Linked DNA regions of Mus musculus: all the other regions are linked to region 3. The links are chromatin contacts, called in public promoter capture Hi-C maps. All regions are on one chromosome and are shown on one strand. Each heading gives the region's core, a stretch centred on a gene start, on an enhancer-like site or on the middle of the called end of the contact. The rest is flanking DNA. Distances are from core to core; before and after follow the strand shown. Region 1 holds the start of Tyw3 (tRNA-yW synthesizing protein 3 homolog (S. cerevisiae)). Region 2 holds the start of Lrriq3 (leucine-rich repeats and IQ motif containing 3). Region 3 holds the start of Odf2l (outer dense fiber of sperm tails 2-like). Region 4 holds the start of Trmt10a (tRNA methyltransferase 10A).

Region 1 (2,826 bases), core at 109-2,608, 9.5 Mb before region 3:
TTTAAATGAAAGTTAAATGGGTAGGGGATATGTTAGACGTATGTATATCTTAACATAGAGTTAGTGAGTCAACTCTCAAACTCAAGAGGAAAGACATATTACTAATGAAGTGCAGAGGGCCAAGGTTAGGGCTAGCGGCAAGGAACACTTGTTATCCTCTTGCTGAGGGCTTCATTTGGCTTTCCAGCACCAACTTGGTGACTCAGGCTCGAAACCTATTCTAACTCCAGTCCCAGGAGATCTAATACCCTCTTCTGTCCTTTGAGTGCACCAGGAATACACACGGTGTGGAAAAAAGAGCAAAATAAAATAAAATTGATTTCTAGAGAGAGTTTTAAATGAAGACTAAAAAAGAGGCCTCATAGTTATAAAATGTACTGCCACTGTTCCAGAATGGCTCATGGAAGCTTGTGGCTTACTATTAACTTGGAAACACGAATAAATGATGAAAATTAAAGTATCCAGTCCAAGTCTTCTGGCTATATGATGTTGTCACGGTCTTGCTTTCACACTGATCACTCTGTACCCCTGCAGCATCTCATGGACAGGGCAGGCCCCGCTTCAGTGTGACAGAATGCTGCTTGCTACAAGCTGCATTTCCTAGGGCAGGAGCCAGCGGGGAGTTATGGTGGCTTCAGGGGCTCGAGGTGGACACGAAGTCCACACAGTGGCCTCTGCACTTTCAATCATTAACAGGTCTTTTCTGGTCACAAGACTGAGGCAGGAACTCTGGGAACTGTAAATGCGCAAGATGTAGTTAACAATGTATTAGGTTTTTCTAACTCTGTCCCTCTCTGTGTCCCTCTGTCTCTGACTCTCTCTAGGTCTCTCTTCTTTCTTTTGAAGACTACTGTAGGTGGGTGCCACTATGTCTAAAAATAGGAATAACAACGCCCACTGCATACACACCGGAGGACAGAACACAGACCTCCTCTACCTGCACCTGGGAAGTTGTGAACCCGGAGTTGGGGCGCGAGTGCCTGGGTGGCGGCAGAAATCCCCAGGCATCAGTAGGCAGCTACCCCAGTCGGAACCACCGGCCGCCTGCTGTGCAGTTCTCCAGTGCAGATAGATCTCCTGGAGCCTAGAACTTGAAAGAAAGAAAAAAAAAAAAAAAAAAGCCTCCCGGCAGACAAGAGTAGGACCTTGCTTGCGGTCCTGGGTGACTTACCCTCCTCTAGAGTAGGAAACAAAACCTCCTAAGCTCCAGAAGGTCTGTGGGGAAAGAGGTGGGCTGGCTTTCCCTAACTTCGCTAGGCTCCCCCTCTCGGTTTACGCCTGTACGGTCTGGCGGCGCACGTCTTGCTCCTGGTTGCGCCAATGGGGAACTTTGGTCCTCTCCGGCCACCGTGGCGGCAATATGGCTGCGCCCATGGAGAAGAAGGCGCATTCCAGAGCAGAAAGCCGACCCCAGCTCGCTCGCTCGCTCATGGACCGTAGCGCGGAGTTCGGCCGGTGGAAGGCGCAGAGTCTGAGCAAGGCGGACCTTAGCCGCAAGGGCAGTGTGGACGAGGACGCGGTGGAGGTGGTGGAGCTCCTGAACTCGCGGGAAGAGTTTTTCACCACCAGCTCCTGCGCAGGGCGCATCCTCCTTCTGGACGGGGTGAGGCCCGGGCCGGGGGAGGCTGTGCAATGCTAATGCGTCCTCCGGGTGATGGTGGAGCTAGCTTAAGTGGCGAAGGCTGGGGATTGGATTTACAGAGCGCTGGAGGAGCTCGAGTCTCCAAGTCCCTTCGGTCACGCTCGCCCTCGAGCCGCGCTAACCCAATCACTGTCGCTATGAGATGGGCGCCCGAAGGTTAAGGGGTCGCTGCCCCCTGGTGGCCGGTGTCATTATTACAGCCCTGGGCATTTTAGCTCTAAATGAAACAGTACTGTAGATACATGGTCAAAGCCCCTGGCTGCACGCTCTCATCCTCTTCCTGTCCCACAACACAGGATAACTAGACAACACGTGAAATAGGGTAATTTATTTCCAACATTTCTCATCGTGCCTGGCCCCATATTGCTGGTTAAAAGTCGCTAGGTTCCGCTTGGTTCTTCACGTACTGAAGTCCCAGATTATCGAGGTCTGTTCATGTTTATATTGCTTCCACCACTCCCGTTCTGTTCATGGACACTCTTGCTCACAAGCTAGCTGCCCACACCTCTTCTACAACTGCCCTGCCTGGGTTTATTCAGACGAGTCTCCAAAACACTGTTGTCTCTTCTCCAAGCCATGTTTCACAACACATTCATATGTATATGCATATGAGGGATGCATACACATATATGTATAATATATTTATAAATGTATAAATATATATGTATATACTATGTGTAAAATATCTATAATGAAAACATATTATAATTATGATTATACAAAATATAATCATAATAGAATATGATATATATTTTATATATTTTCATTTTTAAGCAGAATTTACTTTAGAAAATCCAAATTTATATTGTTCTGTAACCTGCAATCCTTTCCTCATTTTAACCAACTGCCAAGATTGAACTATTTTCTTTAGTTACTTGTCTTTGTCTTGTTCCTGTTCTTCATTTAGGAGTGGCAGAGTACTGAGAACCGAACTTAGGGTCTCGATCATGCTCAGCAAACACTCTACCACTGAGTGAAACTTCCAGCCTCCTCCCTACCTTTTGTTTTTTTTTTTTTTTAAACCTTCTAAAACAGGATCTTTCAAAGCTGCATAGACTGATCTTGAACACATTTAATAGACCAAGAACTCCTGGAACCTGTGGTCCTCCTGCCTCAGCTTCTGGAGTAGCTGTCCTATAATGCTTCCCCTATATCTACATAGCTGAGACACGACTCTCCAAGCT
Region 2 (2,930 bases), core at 155-2,654, about 10 Mb before region 3:
CTCTCCATTCTGACAACTCACAAAATTGTCTAGCCAGCCCTGTCTTGATCTCCAGAACCACATACATGATGCACAGACACACAACAATTTCTACTATATTTGCACTAGTTTATTCTACATATCCAATATTATTACAGGTCTTCTCTTATGACTTCACTATGCTTCCCCATACATACCTTTCCTCAGCTCATTTAAATGTCATGTCATCCACTTTCAGCATCTTTTAGTAATTTCTCTCACAATCCACACTTATTTATTGGACAGGTGTTGTTGGTTAAGTGTTTCTATAATCTAAGCAATTTCTCTCCATCTCCCATTATTATCTTTTAAATTTCCACCAAATCTTTCCTGTTTGTGTTACTTTAGTAGACTCCAAATAAAGCTCTGCTTATATTCTTGCCATACCCACCAACATACTTCAGTGTGTCTGTGCCCTTTAAACATAAGGCAGGTCACCAAAAACCTGGGATGACTCCAGTTCACTCAAGACTATAAATTACAAGCTCTGACTGCTATTGCTGTTATTATCTATCGGGCCTTTCTGTATTTTCTTAATTTCCTTCAGCCGGAGTGTATTGTGAAACAGTTATCTCCTCCCCACAAATGTGTCCACTTTAAATACAGAATTAAATGCTGAGGTCAAGGCTTTAAGTGAAAAACTAAGCTTACTCAGAAACTTAAAAGTTCATAGGGAGCTGCTATGCAGAATTCTGAGTTAGATTTTAAAGAAGAGAAGCTTCTCAAGTCAAATTGTAGTGGTAAGATTTCTGGGTTTCAGACTGAAATGGCTTCCTCAAATAGCGTTCCTCTCTATGTACTATGTGAAAGATTAAAGAGATCAACCTGTAGTACTCGATATAAACTTATGCACTCTACAAGAGAAACACATATAACCACTCTATGAAAGTGTATTAAGTAAGACTGGTTCTTTCCAATATCTGGCACCTTTGGTTGAATCTCCTTGAAGCAAGTGAACACAACAGAGTGTGCAGTGCTGGCTAAAGGCGCTAGTTCAGTACTGGGCCTGGGAAGTTGGACAACTGAAGGGTGCAGAGTAGTCTGGCCCACCAGAAAGCATCCCACAGAGCCGAGCCTCTCTCTGGTTCAGGGGCCTGGCCTCCCTGGGAGGCTTCTGACAGGAATAGGAGCTCCGTGCGGGCAGGTCACCTCAGCATCTGGGTGGTGGATCCACTAATGGTGGGTGGGTTGGTCTTCTCGGTCGCACCGCGGGTTGTCAGACACGGTAAGGCAGGAACCCAGAGCTCCGCACAACCCGACCCCGCTAGGTGCCCGCCCATCTGCCCCACAGATCGTTGCCCAGGAAACGCCGCTTGCGCACGCTCACGCCATCCTAGCTTTTCAAGTCTCAGGGCGCTTCCAGGGCCGCGGTGACGTGGAGAGCATGGAGGAGGCGGGGCGGGGCGGGGCGGGGCGGGGTTTGGAGTGCGCGTGCGTGCTAAGTGTGCTCCCGGAAGTCGGCCATGGCGTCTCTCCGCGAAGCCACCCTGCGGAAACTGCGCAGATTTTCTGAGCTGAGAGGTACCAAGGCGGAACTGAGTTCTCTGCCCCCCTGCACGGAGAGCGCCTTCCCAAGGACCCCGCGCAGCTTCCTGTCCGATACCCCTTCCTGTCCGCTCCGTCCTGGCCAGGCCAGCCAGACTTTTCCCTTTTTCCCTTTTCCTCCTCTCTGTGCGAGCCTAAACTTAGATGTCAGGAAGGAGCAGTAAGAGAATTACCAACGGGAAGTAACACTGGCTTAACTCAGTGGTAGAAGACCTTTTGCTTAGAGTCTGCAGTAGTCGTTACCTTGTTTCTTTTCTTTTCCCAAGCCCCGCTGCTTAACTCCACTTTATTCCAATGTAAACCCCAATACGGAGGCAATCATGGCTTTAAATTTGATAATGTAAGTTTGGGGTACAGCTGTCTGGTAAAATTGATATTTATGAGTGCCTAAAATGTACGGTCTTATATTTGGATACCAGAATGATTGGAACTATTAAATCCAAGCTAACATGTCTGTCTCTCTCCTCTCCTTCTCCCTCCCCTTCCCCCTCCTTTCCTACCTATTCCTCCTTCTTATCTCAGTCCCTCCCTCCCTCTTTATCTTTCCCCTCCCTCTCATTCTCTCTCAACTTGTTAAAAACCTTATTAATATTTTTGCTGATTAGAGGGTTCCACTGATTCTTGAAAGTGCAATTTGTCATTTAATGAGTTCATTGAGAAGTTTAGTCCTGGGGTTTGTGTTGTATTCTGATTGCTTATATAAAGTGTAGTTTGATCATCGTTAATAAAAATATTAGAAGCTAGGACTGGTGTCGCAAGTCTGTACTGTCATCTACTTGAGACGCTAAGGCAGTAGGAACGAGGTTCAAGACCTACCTGGATTGCACAGACAAATAGACGATGATAATTGATAGACAGATAGATAATAGGTAGATCGATCGGTCGTGTGGTAGATAGATAGAAAATAAATATGAGTTCAGAGCCAATCTGTCAAGTAGTGGAAGAGTCCATGATTCACTGAAGAATGAGTCACCAAAGAATGATGCCCCAGATTCCAACAGTATGTAAACACAAAGAGTATTTATTCTGCAGAAGTCCAGCCTTCTGGGTCTCCCATTGCCAAGATAGAGAGACCCTGAAGTGAACTCGCAGGACCAATTTCAAGCACATTAGAGGAGTTCTGGGTTAGGTAGGCTTTGCCTTCCTCTATCTCTAGTCAAGTGCATTAGTGAGAAGGGGGGAAGTATAGAATAGAACTTCAATCTGTAACTGAATGTGAACAATCACTTGCAATAGCTTACTACCTTTGAACTAGCCTGTCTCAACCCTGTCAAACGTAAGATACTAAATTAATTAAATAGATAAATGAAGGATTATGAACATAGCTCAGTGATAGAGCTGGCAAGCATAGGACTCTGTGGTTATTT
Region 3 (2,815 bases), core at 280-2,779:
AGGCAATGAATACAAACCGAGGCTTGGAATGATTAGGCAAGGGTTTCTAAGGAAAGCCCAGGAGATGTTATTGGAGAAATGCAGTGGATACACAAGGATTGCAAGTGTCACGGAAAGAAACTGAGGACTGGTACAATGAAAGGACAGAAGAGGCCACTGGTTAAAGATCCCAGGATACTGCAGATGTTAGGACCACGGATGACCATCAAGGACAGCAACAGGGGTGGTTTAGAGTCACGGTGACACACTGAGCAAGAAGTAGAATCCCTGGACTCATCTTACTTTATCCCACCTTTAAACTTAGATGCCATCTGGCCCACTCTGCGGGGCAGCTCAGCAATCTTCACGTTTTTTCCACTTTCTCCTTTTTAAAGTAATTATCCTGAATTAACCAACCTACCTTAAATTTACTTACAAGCCTGAGTTGATCAGAACTGATTTTACAGAACAACCTTGAAGACCTATCTGTTCTTTGTAGAAAGTCATTGCTGAAGCAGTCATAAATGGAGAACTACTAAACCAGAGGGTGGGGGTTGGGGGCATCAGTGGCCTGCAACGGATCGTTTCTATACTCATCCTGACTCCCATTTGTCTGTATGGAGTTAACAAAAGTGACGAATAAATGAGGCTATCTGCTCAGATCTTGAGACGCTCGAAAAGCAAAGACTAAAACTATTAATATACACCAGTTGTAGAATTAGCAGAAAACAGCAATAATAATACTTTGCTATTAAAAATTACAAATATGGCCGGTCTCACCATTAATCAAAGGTATGAAGTAAAGCTTACAAACAGGCACGATTTCTACAGTTTGATCCTTTACCTAAACCAGAGGCACTCGTACCCTCAAACATTTGACACCCTTGTAAGCCATGGCGTGACAGAGAAACTTGGTCTTTAGGGTCACCAATAGCAGCCACCGTTAGGTTAAGGTTACTCAACTGACATATTCAGTGCCAGAGACAGGGGACATGACTCGGGGTACGTCAAGAACTGGACTGGCATCGGGTGAGCTCAAGATTAGGAAAACACTATGTCGGAAACACCCCCAAACCCGGACCCTCGCTCTGCAGGGACCCTATCCCCCGCTAACTTCTCCCCGGCGCCCCGAGACCACACCGCGGGAAGCAGGGGCACAATGTCCGCTTTCCTCTGGGTGACAGTGAGGACCTGAGCACCAAACACATACTGTTCAGGAGGGGTGGGCACCACGGGTTTCACTTCCGGGTGCCTAGGGTCACGCGCGGCCCGCCCTCAGAGCCCACCCCAGACTCGCGCCCGCCCGCCCGTCCGCCCGTCGCCCTGACGTCATCCCCCGCCGCCGCCACTACCTACAATGGCCGGAGGCCTCTCTGAGGCCTGCCCGGCCCTGGGTCACTGCAGCAGGCGGAGAGTGCAGAGAGAGTAGGAGGCCAGAGGGAAGGGCAGGGAGCGCGGGGAGAGAAGCTGACGAGTCACCAGAACAGGCAGCGGCGGCCTGAGCGCGTCCACCTTGGAGCTCAACGTTGCTAGTAACCGGCCTGCGGTTTCTGTGGAAACGGACGCCCCGCCCTCATCGGCCCGCTCCGACGCAGCTAATTGGTCGGGAGCTCTAGAGCGCGAGCGCCGTTCCTGCTGTGATTGGAGGGAGTGAGGGGGCGTGGCCGGCGGGGGGTTGTCTCTGCTCTGGTTTCTCTAGTGAGATTTTTCAAAAGCTTTAGCTTTGAGAAAAGGCGTAGCTTTTGTGCGTCGCTGACCGAAAATCTCAACCGCTCTCATCCTAGCAGGGAAGGAAGGTCCGTTCCGAGTCTCTTGACACTGGATCGAAAAATGACTTCCCTGCTTTTGCCCTTTTTTGTAGCTAGGATTTGAAAAAACCCAAGACAGAAAAACCTTTCCAGTGTATGGCATTATCCCCCACAGGAGTTTTTCTTCTTTAAAAACATAGTCAGCAGGTTCTCCAAAATGTCGTTCAAGTCCTCCTAAGTCCTTAGATAAAGCTGCTGTGCTTTCTAAACTGCTGAACCGGCCAAATGAGATCTTGGTAGGACCTAGTAGTGGTTTTTTGTTTGTTTATTTTGTTTTGTTTTGTTTTCCTTATGAGATTTTGGGAGTTTTGTCATTGTTCTTGGAATGTTTTCATGCACCTCCCAGGTGTAGTAGATAGGAGTGAGTTTACGTCCGAGTTTTTGTACAACTGGCTATTATCCATTTATTTGCCTCTATGGGAAACAAACAAACAAACATGTTTTTGCCGCGTGCACCTTGTCCTTCTTATATACTCAAGTGACCTTTCTTAGCACTCAGGGTATACACTGTCTGATGCTCTGAATAAAGTTGGCTATTGCATGCGGCGTTAGTCTGCCTCGTTCCTCCGCTCCACTCCCTCAGGTTCCACCACAGGAAGAGATATAAAAATGAACAGCATATCGAAGCAGCGCATACTTCTAGTAGATAGAGTAAAATGGTAGCTATGGGAAATGTCAGCTAGGAGCTGAACTGTCGGCCCTTCAGTATGGCTAGTACAAGCTCTTCAGAGCCAGATGCTGTGCTTCTTAGGGAGTTTCCATAGGGAGCTGTTCGCCTAGGTGAGGAAAATGAAAATACATGTTTATGAAATATTCTATAAGAAAGTCATAAATAGCAAGTTTGTTTATAATAGCTAAAAATGGCAAGTAGATTGAATGTTTACCAGCAGGAAAATTGATTACATATTCAATACAATGGAATGATATTCCACAGTCAAAAACAACAAGCCACTTCAATATGCACCTTCTGCATAAGTAGCTTGAAGCTCTTCTCTCTGTTGCCTGGGACATTCAATATGGACATGCTG
Region 4 (2,700 bases), core at 126-2,625, 7.0 Mb after region 3:
CTCCGACTGTCTACTAAGTAATAGAGTAAGAATTTGATGCATTATGTAAAACACGGCACTTTTGAACACACGGCTTTAGTTTGGGTCACGAGGTGAATCTCTATGGCAGCGAGTCTGAGGCTTCTCCCAGACCAGCAGTGATGCTTAAAGCACATTTTAATCCACTAATCCAAGTCTAACAAGTATTTAAGAACATTTTACAGAAAGATAAAACAACTCTGAGACTTTACTTTAGCATATCTTAAAAAGAAAAAACCTGGATGGTTAATTCTTGGATATAAGTTATCAGACAGGATTACAAAACTCAAAACTGAGTAATACTGACAAAGACTATCTGGTGTGGGGAAGAGCATACGTCACTTAATGCCAAAGACAAAAACCCGGCTGTTATCAAATCGACTAAAACGGCCCTCGTAGTCTTTAAGCTTTCTTTTCGGTAACTCTAAAATCAATACATGCCTACTTCAGGGTATTTTTATGTTATTTTATTTTTTTTTATTTTTAAACGCGTTGGTCTGTACCGCAGTAGCAATAGCCCTTTGTTCAGTTGTCAAAGTCCCTTTGGCTTGAGTTCTGGCTTGGGAGGGAATCTCAGGAGAGCTTTTTTTTTTTTTTTTTTTTAAATGAGTAATTTTACATCTCCGGACACGCAACCACATTTTAAACACAAAATATTTCAGTGGCAACCGGTAACGCGTCCATCTTAACCTCATCCTCAGCTGACCACGAGGCCGAGCCGCCTGGGCAGCAACTGCCCCTCGGCGCCCTTACATGCGACGGCCTGACCCAGGGAAGGAAAAAGAGGAAAAGAAGGGAAAACGGCTCGCCTGCCCTCTAGGCGCAACGCAGCGTTGCGACAAGCTACCCTGAGACTCCACATGGCTCCTTTCTGCCACACTTCCGGTAGGGACTCTCCTAAACAACAGAAACCCGGAGCGCACACCGCGGCGACAACCGGGCGCGCGCACGCCCCGAGCGGGGCCCTGCGCCCGCGAACGAACCGCAGCTGACCAATCACGACTCTGGAAGACGGCACGTGAGTGGCGAGGGGCGTGGAAAACGCACACCTGACGCCACTTCCTCCGCAAACCGGCAACTACTTCCCAGGCCCTCACCCTCTACTCCGGAAGCCTTGGTTGCAGCGGAGGCTAGGGTAGCTCACGCTCCTTTGGCATCCGAAAGGATACCAACGGGCAGGGGCACGACAGCCGCAGTGCCATATTTACCGTGCCGCGGGGCCGGTGGGGAACGCCGGGGTGCGGTTAGAAAGCCTTTCTGAAGTGTTCTCGGCTCCACGCGGTCGTCCTCCTTCAGAAACTTCAACTCCCAGAGGCAGAGGCGGTGGTTGCGCGCCCGGTTACGGCACTTACGGCTTACGTCATCGGACTGCGCTAACTCCAAACCGGAGAAAGAGGAGGAGCCTGTAGGGGGCGGGGTCTGGGCCTGGGTTTTGCGGGAATGGTTAGTGGCTACCGCGAGGCGTTTTTCCCGGTCAAGCGTTGCATTTCTACCCACAGGCCTGTGTAAGCTCGGGTCTCGAGGCGAAGATCGCCCCACTGAAAGAAATTGAAATGCGAAACAGACGAAATGCTCTTATTTTTTTCTGCGTTGAGAGGATGATCTAGTATTGCCCAACGTACTTCTAATTTATGTAAGAAAGTTACCAATGGTCTTTCATAAGTGAAAAAATTGTAAACTGAAATTTTTAATAGAAATTCATCGAACTTAGGAATTTTAAAGTTTTCTTTTTATGTCCTTAGTAAAACATAATACTTTACAGTCCATCCTTTGAGGTTTTGTTTATGCTGTTTTGCAAAACACTAGTGATATTTCATCGTTTGTAAATACTTGACCTTATATAATCTTTTTGCTAAATATAGACCAAGTCAACCGAGGGAAAAAGAAAAACCAAACAGTTGGGTAGGTTGGTCTTTTTGTAGTTGTTTTGTTTTAATTTGGCTTTTCTGATGGATGAATCTGTAGAATTTGCAGATAAAAAACTATTTTTCAAATAAAGACCCATCATTAGATTTTTCTTGTTGCTTGACCTTTTGAACTTGTTACAGGCTCTTAAATGAACTGAATCGTCTCTGAATTTAGTGTGTGGGGGAGATCTTTTTTAAACTCTGTTTTTATTTGGAAAAAGATGTGGATCACATGCTCTGTGTTGTGGATCTCTCAAATCTTAGAGATTTCTGTTAACTGAACATTGGCAGTAAAATGTGAATCCACTTATGAGCTGTTAGTAGGGCATCTTTTTTCGGCTGCCTCCGTATCAGGGCAGAGAGTAGCTGAGGGAGGGTTAGTAACTGGATATGGAGCCCTTCACATGTAGGTCATTAAATTCAGGCTGGCAGAGTGGTGTGCCAGATCTTTCAGCAGCTGTTCTGTTGCCCTTATGGGATCTGTCTTTAAAATAACGGTACAGTTTTAGAGGTAATGCCTAGCATCCTTGATATCTAAAAGAGTTTTTAAGTTAGGAGAAAAATCCTCATTTTTATGATGTGACCAAATTTGACTTGGTTATTTGATCTCATGGTTGCAGAATCAATCCAAAGTATGAAAAAAAAAAAAAAAAAAAGGTACGAGTAAAAACTGCAGTTTAGCCAAAGAAGCATATAAAAGTTTAAGATAAAGTCCTGTGATGTAAGGAAGTCATTGATTTATAAAACTCAGGCTTGTTTAACACAGTTGACAGTT

Evidence for each region. Promoter capture Hi-C pulls out the DNA fragments that hold promoters and counts their contacts.
Region 1: a contact with region 3 is called in a promoter capture Hi-C map of pre-B cells, with 2.4 times the contacts expected there. The contact joins the promoter of Tyw3 here to the promoter of Odf2l in region 3. A contact is called at or near these places in 2 of 39 promoter capture datasets (the C10 cell line and pre-B cells).
Region 2: a promoter capture Hi-C map of pre-B cells shows a contact between it and region 3. The contact joins the promoter of Lrriq3 here to the promoter of Odf2l in region 3. A contact is called at or near these places in 1 of 39 promoter capture datasets (pre-B cells) and 2 of 484 Hi-C or Micro-C datasets (CD4 T cells and CD8 T cells).
Region 4: a contact with region 3 is called in a promoter capture Hi-C map of pre-B cells, with 2.9 times the contacts expected there. The contact joins the promoter of Trmt10a here to the promoter of Odf2l in region 3.

The regions. Positions count from the first base shown.
Region 1 is chr3:154,595,630-154,598,455 of GRCm38.p6, reverse strand. It overlaps Tyw3 (tRNA-yW synthesizing protein 3 homolog (S. cerevisiae)), which reads left to right and starts at 1,358. Exons shown (of 6, transcript NM_172474.5): 1 at 1,358-1,603. The coding sequence starts at 1,430. It overlaps Cryz (crystallin, zeta), which reads right to left and starts at 1,745. Exons shown (of 9, transcript NM_009968.4): 1 at 1,172-1,745.
Region 2 is chr3:155,091,908-155,094,837 of GRCm38.p6, reverse strand. Lrriq3 (leucine-rich repeats and IQ motif containing 3) reads right to left here and starts at 1,404. Exons shown (of 8, transcript NM_028938.2): 1 at 1,168-1,404. It overlaps Fpgt (fucose-1-phosphate guanylyltransferase), which reads left to right and starts at 1,460. Exons shown (of 4, transcript NM_029330.2): 1 at 1,460-1,539. The coding sequence starts at 1,482.
Region 3 is chr3:145,117,303-145,120,117 of GRCm38.p6, reverse strand. It overlaps Odf2l (outer dense fiber of sperm tails 2-like), which reads right to left and starts at 1,529. Exons shown (of 17, transcript NM_001162538.1): 1 at 1,336-1,529. Gm40163 (a long non-coding RNA gene) reads left to right here and starts at 1,705. Exons shown (of 2, transcript XR_867692.2): 1 at 1,705-1,775.
Region 4 is chr3:138,142,123-138,144,822 of GRCm38.p6, reverse strand. It overlaps Trmt10a (tRNA methyltransferase 10A), which reads right to left and starts at 1,375. Exons shown (of 8, transcript NM_175389.5): 1 at 1,227-1,375. It also overlaps a transcript of Mttp not described here.